Linked DNA regions of Sus scrofa: region 1 is linked to region 2. Evidence: chromatin contacts called from public HiChIP or PLAC-seq data. All regions are on one chromosome and are shown on one strand. The core of a region is the stretch at or near the end of the contact, and the rest is flanking DNA. Distances in the headings are between cores, read along the strand shown. Region 1 overlaps OTOG (otogelin). Region 2 overlaps SERGEF (secretion-regulating guanine nucleotide exchange factor).

Region 1 (6,288 bases), core at 3,314-5,813, 240 kb before region 2:
TCAGCATGAGATAGAGTCTTGAACTAAGACACATCTCAGAGAGTTGATTTCACTTTAAGAATTTAAGTTCTGGAGTTCTTGTCATGGTGCAGTGGTTAACAAATCCGACTAGGAACCATGAGTTGCGGGTTTGATCCCTGCCTTGCTCAGTGGGTTAAGAACCCGACGTTGCTGTGAGCTGTGGTGTGGGTTGCAGACGCGGCTCGGATCCCATGTTGCTGTGGTTCTGGAGTAGGCTGGCGGCTACAGCTCGATGACCCCTAGCCTGGGAACCTCCATATGCTGCAGGAGCGCTCAAGAAAAGGCAAAAGCAAAAGGCAAAAAGCAAAAAAAAAAAAAAAAAAAAAAAAAAAAAATTTAAGTTCTTAGATTCTCAGGGTCTGGGGTTTATCTAGTATGAGGATCATTCTCTCCCCTGCCCCCAGTCCTTTCCTCCCTCTCTCTCTCCCTCCCTCCCTCTCTCTTTGCCTCCCTCTCACTGAGCCCTGTTCCCTTGCCAGGTGCAGAGCTGGGCACTTGGGAATCAGTGATGTCAGGACACCATCCCTGCCCACCGGGAGCCCACAGTCCCATCCAGGGGACAGATGTGTCAAAAGCAATGATAATGCCCGGGGGAAGGAGGAGCCCCTAACTCAGTCTTGGGGAGTTAGGAGGGGCTTCTGAGAATAAGCCGTGTTCCTCAGGGGGTTGGAAGGAGCATGAAGGGACGTGAAAGCCAAGCTCAGGAGCTGGGTCTTTATCCCGAGGGCAGTAGGGAGCCATGGAAGGCCTTTAAGGAGGGGAGGGACACCTTGGCTCCTGCCAGCCCCGGGTGGTGTTGATGGTAGTATGTGCCAGGGGACAGTAGGAGGCGCCAGGAGGAATCATGTCACTGTACAAGGAAACCTGGGCATGAGGGACTGGCGACCCAGCCCCAGGAGGGCCAGAAGCACCCCCACTGCCCCCAAGGAGAACACTTCCTCCCTAAACATTCCTGACCCCCAGATCTGTGTGGTCTTGTTTGAAGACGGAAGGTGTCTTACAACCTTCCAGAGGCCACAGGCCATCTGCTTAGTGGGAATTTTCTGTTCTCCATTCAGTATTTTAGTTCAGTAAGTAGGTTCAGTCAAGAGAGGGGGTATGGATGTTCCAGTGGTTTTATGGCATGTTAAGAAGAGCCCTGCAGCAGCCTGCCCCTGGAGACTGTCACTGTGGACAGGATGCCCTGGGGCTGTGAAGGCCAGCCTCCATCTCGGTGGGACCTGGGGCTCCTGGGCAGCTGAGAGCAGGGCCCAGTGAGGCCCCAGGCCCCACCCCCCACCCCATCCTGTGCTCCTTCCCTGTGCTGTGCCCAGAGTACTGGACAGTAGAAGAGAATGCACCTTCCAGGTGAGATCTGGGGGGGCTACATGGAAGAGGTGTCCCTTGAATTCAGCCTTGAAGGATGCAAAAGACTGTGATAGGAAGATGTGGAGAGCAGAAAATGTCACAGAGAGGAGGCTTCAGAAGTTGTTCAGGCCTGAGCTGATTGCTCTGGGGGTTTTATATATATACATATAGTTGGTTTATGTTGTCCTGTCAATTTCTGCTGTACAGCAAAGTGACGCAGTCATACATATCTGTATACGTTCTTTTTCTCACATTATCCTCTGTCATGTTCCATCGTGACTAGATACAGCTCCCTGCGCTATACAGCAGGATCTCATTGCTTATATTCTTGGGGTCTTGATGTCCTAGAGGATGTACAAGCCACAACCTGGCACATCTCCCTGGAGTATGAATGGGGTGGAAGTTGTTAATTTATCAATAACAATCTCTCACTCTTCTGTAGCACCTACCATACGCCCGCACTATTCTAAGTGCTTCCTATATAATGGCTCATTTAATCCTCACAACAGCCTTAGGAGGTAGGTGCTGTTATTTCCCCAGTTTACAGATGTGAGACCTGAGGCCCAGAGAGGTTAGACAGCTTACCCAAGGGCACATCACTTGCTAGTGACAGCAGCCAGCCATTTTGGCTCCAGCCCTTTAAACCACTGTTCCAGGCTGTATCTTGAACAAAGAGATTAAAACAGAAATAAAACTCTAGAGAATGGAAGGTGAAAAATCACTTGAGTGTTTAAGGTAAAACACAAGGCTTTGTACAGACTGTCTTCTGTATTTGCAGTTCCACATCTGCGAACCCACCACAGGTAGAATTTCAGATGTGAAACCCATGGATGTGAATCCCTATTTTATGTAAAGGAGTTGAGCATCTGTGGGTCCTGGTGTCCACACGGGGTCCCAAGGGACGACTGTACCTCAAGGTCTGTCTCTCAGCCTCTCCCCTGTTAGGACTTTCGGACAAATGACTGAGAACCTCGATCTGGATCCACCTCAGTCTTTACAAAGGAGGAAGCTGAGACTCAGAGAGGGGAAGTGACTTCCCTGAGGTCACACAGCAAGGCACTCAGTGCTGTACTCCTCTGGCTGCCCCATGCTCCTGGATCCCATCCCTGGGGCTGACTTGCCATAGTTAAGAGCCTGGACTCCAGTCCTGCCTCCCTCGTCCCCCATCGGTGTGACTCTAGGCCTCACTCCCCTCATCTGTAAAGTGGGGCCAACAGTGTCATCACCGTCTAACTTCTTATAGACTTTGCTTGTTCATTATATTTACTGTCCCCACCCCCGCCACTTGAATGTAAGCTCCTCAAGGACAGGGTTTTTGTCCTTTTGTTCCCTATTGTGTCCCCAGTGCCAAGAACAATGCCTGGCACATGGTGGGCCCTCAGTAATATTAGCTGCTGAATGAATGAGTCCACCACCTCACAGGCCTCTCTTAGGATTTAATAAAACCAGCAGGTAGAGGGCTCGTTTGGCATTGTCCTGGCACAGAATAAGTTCTTGAACAAGAGCAGTTGTTGTTCAGAGTTCCCGTCGTGGTGCAGCAGAAACGAATCCAACTAGGAACCATGAGGTTGCAGGTTCGATCCCTGACCTTGTTCAGTGGGTTAAGGATCCCACGTTGCTGTGGCTGTGGTGGAGGCCGGCAGCTATAGTTCTGATTGGACCCCTAGCCTGGGAACCTCCATATGCTGTGGGTATGGCCCACACACAGACAAACAAACAAACAGTTGTTCACATTAATAATGAATTCTTCCCCTTGTTACCTTATAGATTCTCACAGCTGCCCGGGGAGGTCTACGCAGTTCCTCCTGGGGCCCTGGGGGAGGGGAGGCGCCCACCAGACCCTGTGCTGGGTTTTCACACACTGTCCTTCCCTCACAGCCTAGAGGCATTCATTCCCTTGCCCACAACACAGCCAGCATGCTGGGCAGGGACTGCACCACACCTGCCCGTGGATTCAGGAACTGACCCTGCAGGGCCTGTGGGTTGGGAGGTGTGGGGGGGATCCACCCAGCAGAGAACTCCACTCTCTAGAAATAAGCCGCGGTGGAGCCGAGAGGGAGGACAGTGGAACCCAGCCCTGGGCCTCCGGGCAAGCCCCTTCCCATCTCAGGGGCACTTTTCCCTTCCCTGGGTTGGGCTCAGTGTCCCTGGTCCACCAGCTCTGACCCTCTGGGATCCCGTGAGGAGCGGGACCAAGAAAACTGAAACCTGGCAAATCAGCAAACCCGAGCCTGTTGTAGTCTGTCCCATCGACGGTAACTCTACCTGGACGGCCGGTTCCATCTGTCCTCCTCACTGCTGTATCCCAAGAATAGCGCCTGTACATGGAGGGGCTGCAGAGAAGTTTGCAGGAAAGAGGGAGGACAGAGGGAAAGCGGAGAGAAGGAAAGAGAAAGGAAGACAGGAGGAGAGGGAGGAGGAAGGAGGGGACAATCCGGTCACCTCCCCAAGGCTGGGCAGTTGGGGCTTTAGCCTCCACCTTCCTTCCCTCTGGGTGGAGGCAGGGTGTGCTGAGGGGGTCCAGCGGGCAGAGGGGGGTGGGCTGAGGAGAGGCGGGGCAGGCTCCGAGATGTCACTAAGATGGCAGAAAGCACCTGGGTATCTGGCACCTCCCTGCATCTGGACCCCTCTCTGCTGACCTGACCCCCTGGCTCTTTGCAGACCCAGATGTGGTGTCTTTGGAGGCAGCGGACAGACCCAACTTCTTCCTCCACGCCACGGCCAACGGGTCTGTGCAGCTGGCTAAGTGGCAGGCCAGCGATGCCTTCCACCACCAGGCCTCCTTTGCGCTGCACCGGGGGACGTGGCGGGCGGGCCTGGTGGCCCTGGAGTCCCTGGCGGAGCCCGGGGCCTTCCTTTATGTGTCAGGCCCGGTGCTGGCCCTGCGGCTGTACAAGCGCACGGAGGCCTTCCGCCGGGGCACGCTCTTCCGCCTTCTGGGTAGGTGTCTCCCCTGCCTCACCCCAGCCTCCTCGGCCCCTCACAACTCTCCCCCACTCCTCACCCTCACGTCACCCTTCCGATTGCCCCCAAGAGACAGGATCCCTCATTTGCCTGGCACAGGAAGGTCATATGGGTGCCCCCTCCAAGATGGCAGGTGGTCTGGCCTCTGTGTTGGTGGCCTAAGGAGCCTTGGGCAGTGTGGCTTGGGGCCCAGCCAGCTTCCTGGGTCCTGCCTACTCCCACAGGCCATTTACACGGTCTAAAAATAGGACGGCCTTTGTAGAAGCGAGGAGAAAAGCGATCATCGTGGCCACAGCCTGCGTAGCCCGCTGGCTCAGGTTTCTTGCTGATGGGGGCACATGCCTGCCCTGCGAGTCAAGGACCGCTCCCTGGGGCACAGGCTGAGGAGCCGAAGCCCCCTTGTTCCCCATGGGAGGCCTAGGAGCCTGGGCGGTGATGGGGCAGCTTCGTGCCCTTACCAGCCAAGACCAGCAGGTTCTAGGGCTTTGCCAGCTCCCTGGCAGGTGGGTCTGCCCTAGAAGTCGTTGTTCTCTGCCTAAACCCGGCAGACAGCGATCACGGTTTCCTTACTACTCCAGATTGGCCTGTCTGTCTGCACATGCACATGTATGTGAGGACACCCGTGCTGTATGGGTGGCTCCATTTACATGCACACATGTGCAAACGTGTCCCTGCCAGCCTGTCATTTGTCATCCCTCCCACCCCCAGCCCAGGGCTGGGCCAGCTCATTTTTACATTCAGTGGTTGTCCCACAAGTCCCTCAGTGAACCCCACCCAGCACAGATTCATCGCTGGCTCTGATGGCCAGAGTTGTGTCCCTTGTTGGGGGTACCAGGGTAGAGTGGAATGAGCACAGGTTTTGAAGCCAGACAGCCCTGTTCTTGAATCCTGACCCTGGTCCTTGGTACTTGGAGGAGCCCCGTCCCCCACCCCCACCCACCCTTCCGTTTCTTCACCTGAACAACGGGGATATTTGCCTGGGAATGTTGTTTTGAGAATTGACTATATCTCTCAGGCTTTGCTCTGGACCTGGCTTATAGTAGGTCCTCCCCCGATGTTCCTAGTTCTGGTCTCAAGGAAAAGTATATTTCAGAGTTCCCGTCGTGGCTCAGCAGAAATGAATCTGACTAGTATCCATGAGGATGCAGGTTCGATCCCTGGCCTTGCTCAGTGGGTTAAGTATCCAGCATTGCTGTGGCTGTGGTGTAGGTTGACTGATACAGCTCCTATTTGACCTCTAGCCTGGGAACCTCCATATGCCATGAGTTCAGCCCTAAAAAGATAAAAAAAAAAAAAAAAAAAGAAGAAGAAGAAGAAAAGAAAAGAAAAAATTAGACTTCTTCATACTCAGCAGTAGTGTGGGGCCTGGGGAGCCAGGATGGGACTGCCTGGGTAGGGCTGCTCCCCCAGCAGGAGCCTGCCCACACCTCCCAGCTCAGGCCATGGTTTCAGAGACTGGTTACTTGTGCCAGCATGGTCTGGAGTCTTGTCTGCCTTGAAGCCCACAGTAGTCTCCAGACTTTCCCTTAAGATCCTTCATTTGTCAAGGTACTGGCCACAAGGCCTTTTTTGAGGAACTCTCCTCTGGGAAAGTTTAATATACCCAGCCACTTCTGTAAATACCTGTGAAGTGTTCAGTGTAGTGCTTGATCTTAAGAGTTGGCTGTTATTGTTATTATCAGAGGGCGAGCCTGGCCACTATGCTCCCAGAGGAACAGGGCCACTGGGCAGCCTTATGGAAAGATCAGGGTCCCAGCCTTTTCTTTGGCCACCTCTTGAAGCCCGACTCCAACTGCCCACTCCATAGTCCTTCCCCCATCCTGGTCCTCAGCCTCTACACCAAGTTCCCAGCGTCCCATCCCAAGGATCCCCAGACCCCAACCTCAACTTTCAGGAATACGGTTTCCCCTTAAGTTGGCTTTTCTTTTCTCTTCTCTTCTTTTCTTTTCCTTTCTT
Region 2 (5,998 bases), core at 3,105-5,604:
ACTGTCAGCTTCTGCCTAGAAGGCTCTCGTACATCTTGTGTCTTGTTCATCTTCCTCTCTCCCACATGCTTAGCACAAAGCCCTGCTCATAGCAGATGTCAATAAATGTTTTCTGGATGGATGCTCAAATTCAGATCAAATTGACTCAAATCCCAATTAAAATCCCCAGTCAGGAATACAAGATTTAATTCATTTTCTTTCCTACAAAAAGGACAATCTTGCTGTTTAATATAACCTAATACATTTTCTTCACAACTCAGAGACAGACGCAGGTTCTGTTTTTAGAAGGCATATCTGAGATGTTGTAAAGTACTGCTTGATTTTGCTATTTTACTCTGATTAAATTTGAGGCATATCAGAAATATGAGTGATGACTTGGTTTGCTCTGAACCACTCTTGTCATCATCCTAGAATCCTAGGACAGAAGAACGTGAAGGGCCTTAGAGACCAACCAGGTCATTGCATGGCTAAGAGAAATGAAATTCAAGAGCTGGGATTAGATGGATTAGAAGGATGTTTGATTGGCTGGTTATTTTCTTTTCCTAGTTCATTCATTCAACAAACACCACTGAGCACACACTGTGTGCCAGCCAGGTCCCTGCTGGATGCCCGGGATCTGGAACTGGCAAAGACAATCACAGTCACCACTAAACTCTCAGTTAATGGTTACTTTCCGGTTCCTCAGCTCAGGACACTGTACCTTCTTCAAAGGAGCTACATGGCCTCTTCAAAGGGGCTTCCTGGGGAAAAGGACCAATTTCAGTTGGACAAGGAGGCCTTGCATGTACTAAAACACTGCACTTCCCTACAGGTCAGAAGCATCCATCCAAGCGTGAGTGGACCAGAATTCCTTGAAAGCCTGGTACTTTCTGGCTCAGCACTGCCCCCTTGGGATTCATACAACCACGACCACACTGAAGTATGTTCCTTCAGACTACACTGTTATTTCTCCCACCAGCCCAACAGCCACTCTCTCCTCAACAGCAGGGATGCTGGATTCTCTCAGACTGTCCTCTGTGTCTTAACACAATGTAGGCCAATTCTACTTGAGGCTGATGAGATAACGGTAAAAGGCAGTTTTTGATCCTAGAACACTTCTCTCTCTAAACTCATCCACAGACTCAGCTTCTTTCGGGAACGGCAAATAGGCCTCCTCCCCTGCCAATTCTGCTTGCCTGGAAGTGACTGCCTGGAGAGCTGTGTTGAGAACGTTTCTGCGGCTGCATCCAAACATGGTAGGAAATGGGGATTTTATTGACTGGCCATCTATGGGGCAGCTATTTGCTTTCCAGCCTTGAGACCCTGGTTTGAAGACCTCCATCGGTTCTCGGATGTCTAAAGGATTAAGTCCAATACACTCAATATGGCACACATGGCACTTTGCAGTGTAGTCAGTGACCTACACAGCAGCCCACACCACCCCACCACACACTCTAAAGCCCAGCCACACTCAGCTGTGTTCTGTGTCTTAAATGAACCTCTCTCTTTCAGGATTCTGGCCTTTGCAAATGCTATTCCCTTTTCGAACGCTCTTTCTCCTTACTCCCTTTTGATACCTGATTTCTCTTACTTTCCCTGTGAAAAGCTCTCTCCTTCATGTTCCCACATCCCCTTATTTGTCCCTTTGCCATTATCCTGATTTACCGAGATTTGTCTTTTTGCATTTCTAGGTCCCCCCAGAGAAGGGAGGTCCTAAAGAGCAGAGTCCCATCTTATTCACCACCAGCGGAATACCAGCCACAGATAAGGCACTTGCTATTGTACTGCTGCATGAAAGAATTCTTTGGAAATCTCCCCTTTTCACTTCTCCAAGCTGTCTTTCAGAGATGTAAGAATTAGCCTCTACGATGGCCTTGCAAACCTGCAGAGGTACATCTGGCCATCCGATCAGGTGTGTCACCTCTCTAGCATAACCACTGCCAGATGTCTGTTGCCCCCTGGACCCCAGTTTAGGAACTGACGCTCCGTATCACTTTGATTTACACTAACTGGGTACTGAATAGATTGAGCAGAATGGACCATTTCATTCAATCCTTCACCAAGCCTCACTGTCCTAACTTCAACACAAGCACAAACTAATGTGTATCTGTCTCCACTGTCATAACCAGTTCAGGCCATGGTCAACTCTCCTGGGCTATTATAACAGCCTCCTAACTGGTATCTCTGCTTCCCTGTTCCCAGTGTCCAATCCATTCTCCACTTAGCCCCCCTTAGTTTTCTTTCAGATCCTGACACTCCTCTGCTTAGAGGCCTTCAGTGGCTTCCTACTGATTCTAGAAAAAATGCAAACACTCTGTGGCCTCCAGGGCCCAACAGTCACCAGCTCCTGCCTCTGTCTTTGCCACTTCCCACTCTGGTGCACTGCTCCTTCATCCTGGAAGGCCCCTGCCCCAGCTCTGCCTTTGAGATCTCAGCTCAAAATGTCGCCCCCTCAAGGAATCCTTCCCCGACCTTCCTACCCAAAGTGCACAAAACACCTCTGAGCACTCTCTATCCCCCAGCCCTATTTCTTTTATGGCACCTAAAATCTACAATCACTTTACCAATTTACTTTACCTTTTTATTCGCTACCTCTGATCCTAGAATGTGTGCTCCACAAAAGCTCCAGAAAGGACAGACCTGCCTGCCTCCTTCCCTGCCACACCAGAGTCTAACACAGGGCTTGGCTGAGGGCAGGTGCTAAATAAAAACACATTTATTGAGATCCAAATAAATACATTTCTGAGGATCCCAAAGACAGGGTTATGCTTCTTAAACATTAAGTAATAAGCTGTAGGACGTGGTGCTTGGAAGTCAGGAGACCTGGGTTCTAGGTCACTAGCGTAGGTGAAAGACAACATAACAACATGAAGGATTCAGGCAAGATGCCAAAGTAAGGAAAACAACCTGTATTGGCCTTAGAGAAAGTCAGGAAAGGGGAGAGCCCTGTGGCTGGAGAGGCCAGGGCAGGCTTTAGCGTTCCAGGACACAGCCCCAGGGCAAATGTCAGAGGTGTGGCGCAGCCTGCCAGGAAAGGATGGTGTTTCCTGAACTGGCAGAAGACTAAAGAGGCGGCATCAGACCGACAGCTCAGATCAGACACTTGAAGTGGCCTCTGGGTGTGGGGGTAGGGGGGTGGGGCCTGAGAGAGAACGCTACGGAGAGGACTTCAGCATGACCTCAGCTTCTAAATGGATTAAATGGGAGGGGGTGGGAAGAACACTGGATGAGAAGTCAGAGGGGGAACTAGAGGAAGGAAAGAAACATTGACTGAGCACCTGGTCCACCACAGACTCTGTGCTATTCAGTTTACATACATGCATGCAGTGTTGTAAGCACCCTCCCAGGGAGGTCGCAAGATCTTCATTTGATACAGAGGCTCAGACAAGTTATGCTAGCTCTGTGAATATTAGGATGCTTATCTGTAAAAGGGATGACAATAAAACCCATTCCCCACATCTAGTGTGACACTGCAAGGATGTATGGTGCAGAGCACCTTTCACCATGCTGGATGCTTTCGCAACTTTACTGTCATCACTAATGTGGATAACCATCTATAATACTAACGACTGGTGGCGTGTATGACGTCACAGAGCAGATGAGTATCAGAGGTGAGACGTGCATGCTTGAGGGCGCTTTCATTCAGTCAGGCTGCCCCTTAGAAGACCAGGACTTGAAAAACAGCTCTGCCAATAATTAGCTTGGATACATTACTGCACCTTGTTCTTTGAATCTGAATAAAGGGGCCAAGAACTCCACTCTACAGAGCCTGCAGGGATGCTGGAGGAGAAAATCACCAGTGAACAGAAATGTGCATTGTGTGTGCAGATGGAAACTGGGATGACTGTCACGGGCGCCCTGAACGGGGGCAAGTATCTTCAGGCTGGCAAGATTCGAGTGTGGTAGATGGTGACCTATGAAGCCAGAGCCATGCCTGAGGCACCAAGGATTCCACAGGCAGCAAATGGCCTTGAGTTGACAGTGACTGTGCTAGCTCCGTCCAAAGGCTAGTGCATATCTTGTTAATGCTCCCCTGGAAAATAAAAACAGTGTGGGCCTCCTAAGATGCCATCAGAAACACAATTCAGGAGTTTATCCAACCCGTTGGGAAAATAGCTCCTCGTAAAATCAGCTTTAGGAAAGAGCTGGCGTGAGAAGGGGACATAGCGAGAATTCTTACAGGGGTCAGATTGCAGCAACGTGCCACCCTCGGAACCTGAAAGGATTTCTCTGTAATGAGGACCGTGTTTTCTGGGGAAACTTAAGCCAGGTGGGCTAACTGCTTGCTGAGCCTGTGTCTCCTCAGGCAGAAACAGGACAGTGTGTCCCAGTCCACTGCAGGCTGCCAGTGGGCTGACACACGGCCTGCATTTGTGCTCTGGGGAGCGACGAATGTTCTCTCTGAGCAAAGCATACACACCCAGGCCACGTGCACACACTAGAGTTGGCTGCTGATCCGAGGCAGCTGATCAGGGGCCCCACAGAGCTTGTCCTGCTCTTACGTCCTGGGGTGCTGGCTTCTAGGCTTAACTCATCTGACCCTCGCACACACAAAACTTGGCGAGGTACTGGGGACCTGGTTTTGCAGACCAGGAGAAGGAAATTCAGACAGCAACTCGCCCAGGTCACGTAGTTAGGAGAAGGGGGAGCCGGGATTTAGCCGAGGTCCTTCTAACTGCAAGGACACTTTGGTCCTCGGCAGACTTGCCTAAGGCACATTTAGTTTTCAAGATAGAAAGGCAAAGCCAAGAATGAGAGAAGCTTAGAGATGTGATTCTCAGTCTACCATCCCACCTGACATACGGTCATGTGACCCCTGCAGGAGGGCCTCCCCAGGTCCTCACCATCCACTCCAATTGTACCAAGTTCTTTGTTCCACTAACGTAGGCAATGTCGGCTTCCCCTGGGTGCTTAAATTGGCATGGTCTCCCCCACCCCCCACCACGTGCATGTTAAATATACCAGGGGATTTTTGCAAGGACACCATGCTCCCTGTCGCGATGGTAATCACTGTCCTGAATTCATGTGGCTGGTGAGTTTGGATTTTCACAAGGCAAATGTTCTTAGAGCATGTATCTGTCCCACGTGGGTATTCACAGATCCTATCACATGGTGCCAGGGTGAGATGAGTCACTCCTCCATTCTCCCCCTTCCTGCCCGTCAGTCCCGATAAGGACACAAAGCCTGCGCTGCCACTTCTCTCCCCACCCCTCACCTGGACACAAAGAGATGCTCTCAGACAACAAACTGGGACATGTGGCCAGTTGGAGCTCAGACTGCCCAGCCGAATCCCTTTCAAAGTGGAGAACTGGCACTGAGGCAGTCACTGTCTAGGGAGACTCTGTGAAAGAGAGGAAACCAAGACAGACCTGGGAGTCTCAGCTGCCGAGGGAGCCCTGACAAACCAAGTCTCCGAAGTCAAGGACATGTCCCCTGGATTAAGTCAGCAGTCAGCATCCTGGAGAATTAGTATTCAGAGAAAGGGCAGCATCCTGCTTGGTTTCCGTCTGATCACAAGGACAGCAATGCCAGAAAGGTTCTGGGGATGACACTCCCCAAAGAACCAGAGGTCTTTCTGACTTGGCATTGTGCCTGACATGTTGTAAATATCTATTAATAGCAGATATTTTAATTAATTAGTGAAAAAAGAAATGAACACACATCAGACACAAATATCTCACCCACAGATGTGGGGAGAAAAATACCTAAAACAACATGCATCGATACCTGAATTGCTTTCCCCGGAGAAGCGGACTCTCTCCCTAGGTTGTTCCTACCCTTCCCTCTGGCTGAATTCTCTCACAACACCCCTTTTCTGGTAAGGAAACAGAACCACGAAGGGTGAGAAGCAAATGAGCCCTCAGACCAACTGGACTAAACAAGCCTGACCCCCAGAGAGTCTGGATCTGAGTCAGAGTGTCCAAAGGCATTCCACGGCCATTGTGTCCTATTGTTGGCAGCCCTGGGCACGAACACCTACATCGAGATGCCTAAAAGGCACCACAAATGCAGTGTGCTC

What was found. HiChIP or PLAC-seq counts read pairs in DNA pulled down with a chosen protein or histone mark.
Region 1: a contact with region 2 is called in an H3K27ac HiChIP or PLAC-seq map of skeletal muscle. The contact joins two enhancer-like sites. A contact is called at or near these places in 1 of 47 Hi-C or Micro-C datasets (embryonic fibroblasts) and 1 of 2 datasets of contacts at active chromatin or transcription factors (skeletal muscle).

The regions. Positions count from the first base shown.
Region 1 is chr2:41,534,021-41,540,308 of Sscrofa11.1, reverse strand. OTOG (otogelin) reads left to right here. Exons shown (of 57, transcript XM_021083273.1): 34 at 4,030-4,308. Among named protein-coding and RNA genes, the nearest start is that of OTOG, 53 kb to the left of the region's middle. Within about 2 kb of position 4,563, at least 3 of the 83 cell types and tissues checked have an H3K27ac peak or open chromatin away from gene starts, as enhancers often do. A contact at or near this core is called in skeletal muscle, where this site is marked.
Region 2 is chr2:41,295,272-41,301,269 of Sscrofa11.1, reverse strand. All of the region lies in intron 10 of SERGEF (secretion-regulating guanine nucleotide exchange factor), which reads right to left. Among named protein-coding and RNA genes, the nearest start is that of KCNC1, 110 kb to the left of the region's middle. Within about 2 kb of position 4,354, at least 7 of the 83 cell types and tissues checked have an H3K27ac peak or open chromatin away from gene starts, as enhancers often do. A contact at or near this core is called in skeletal muscle, where this site is marked.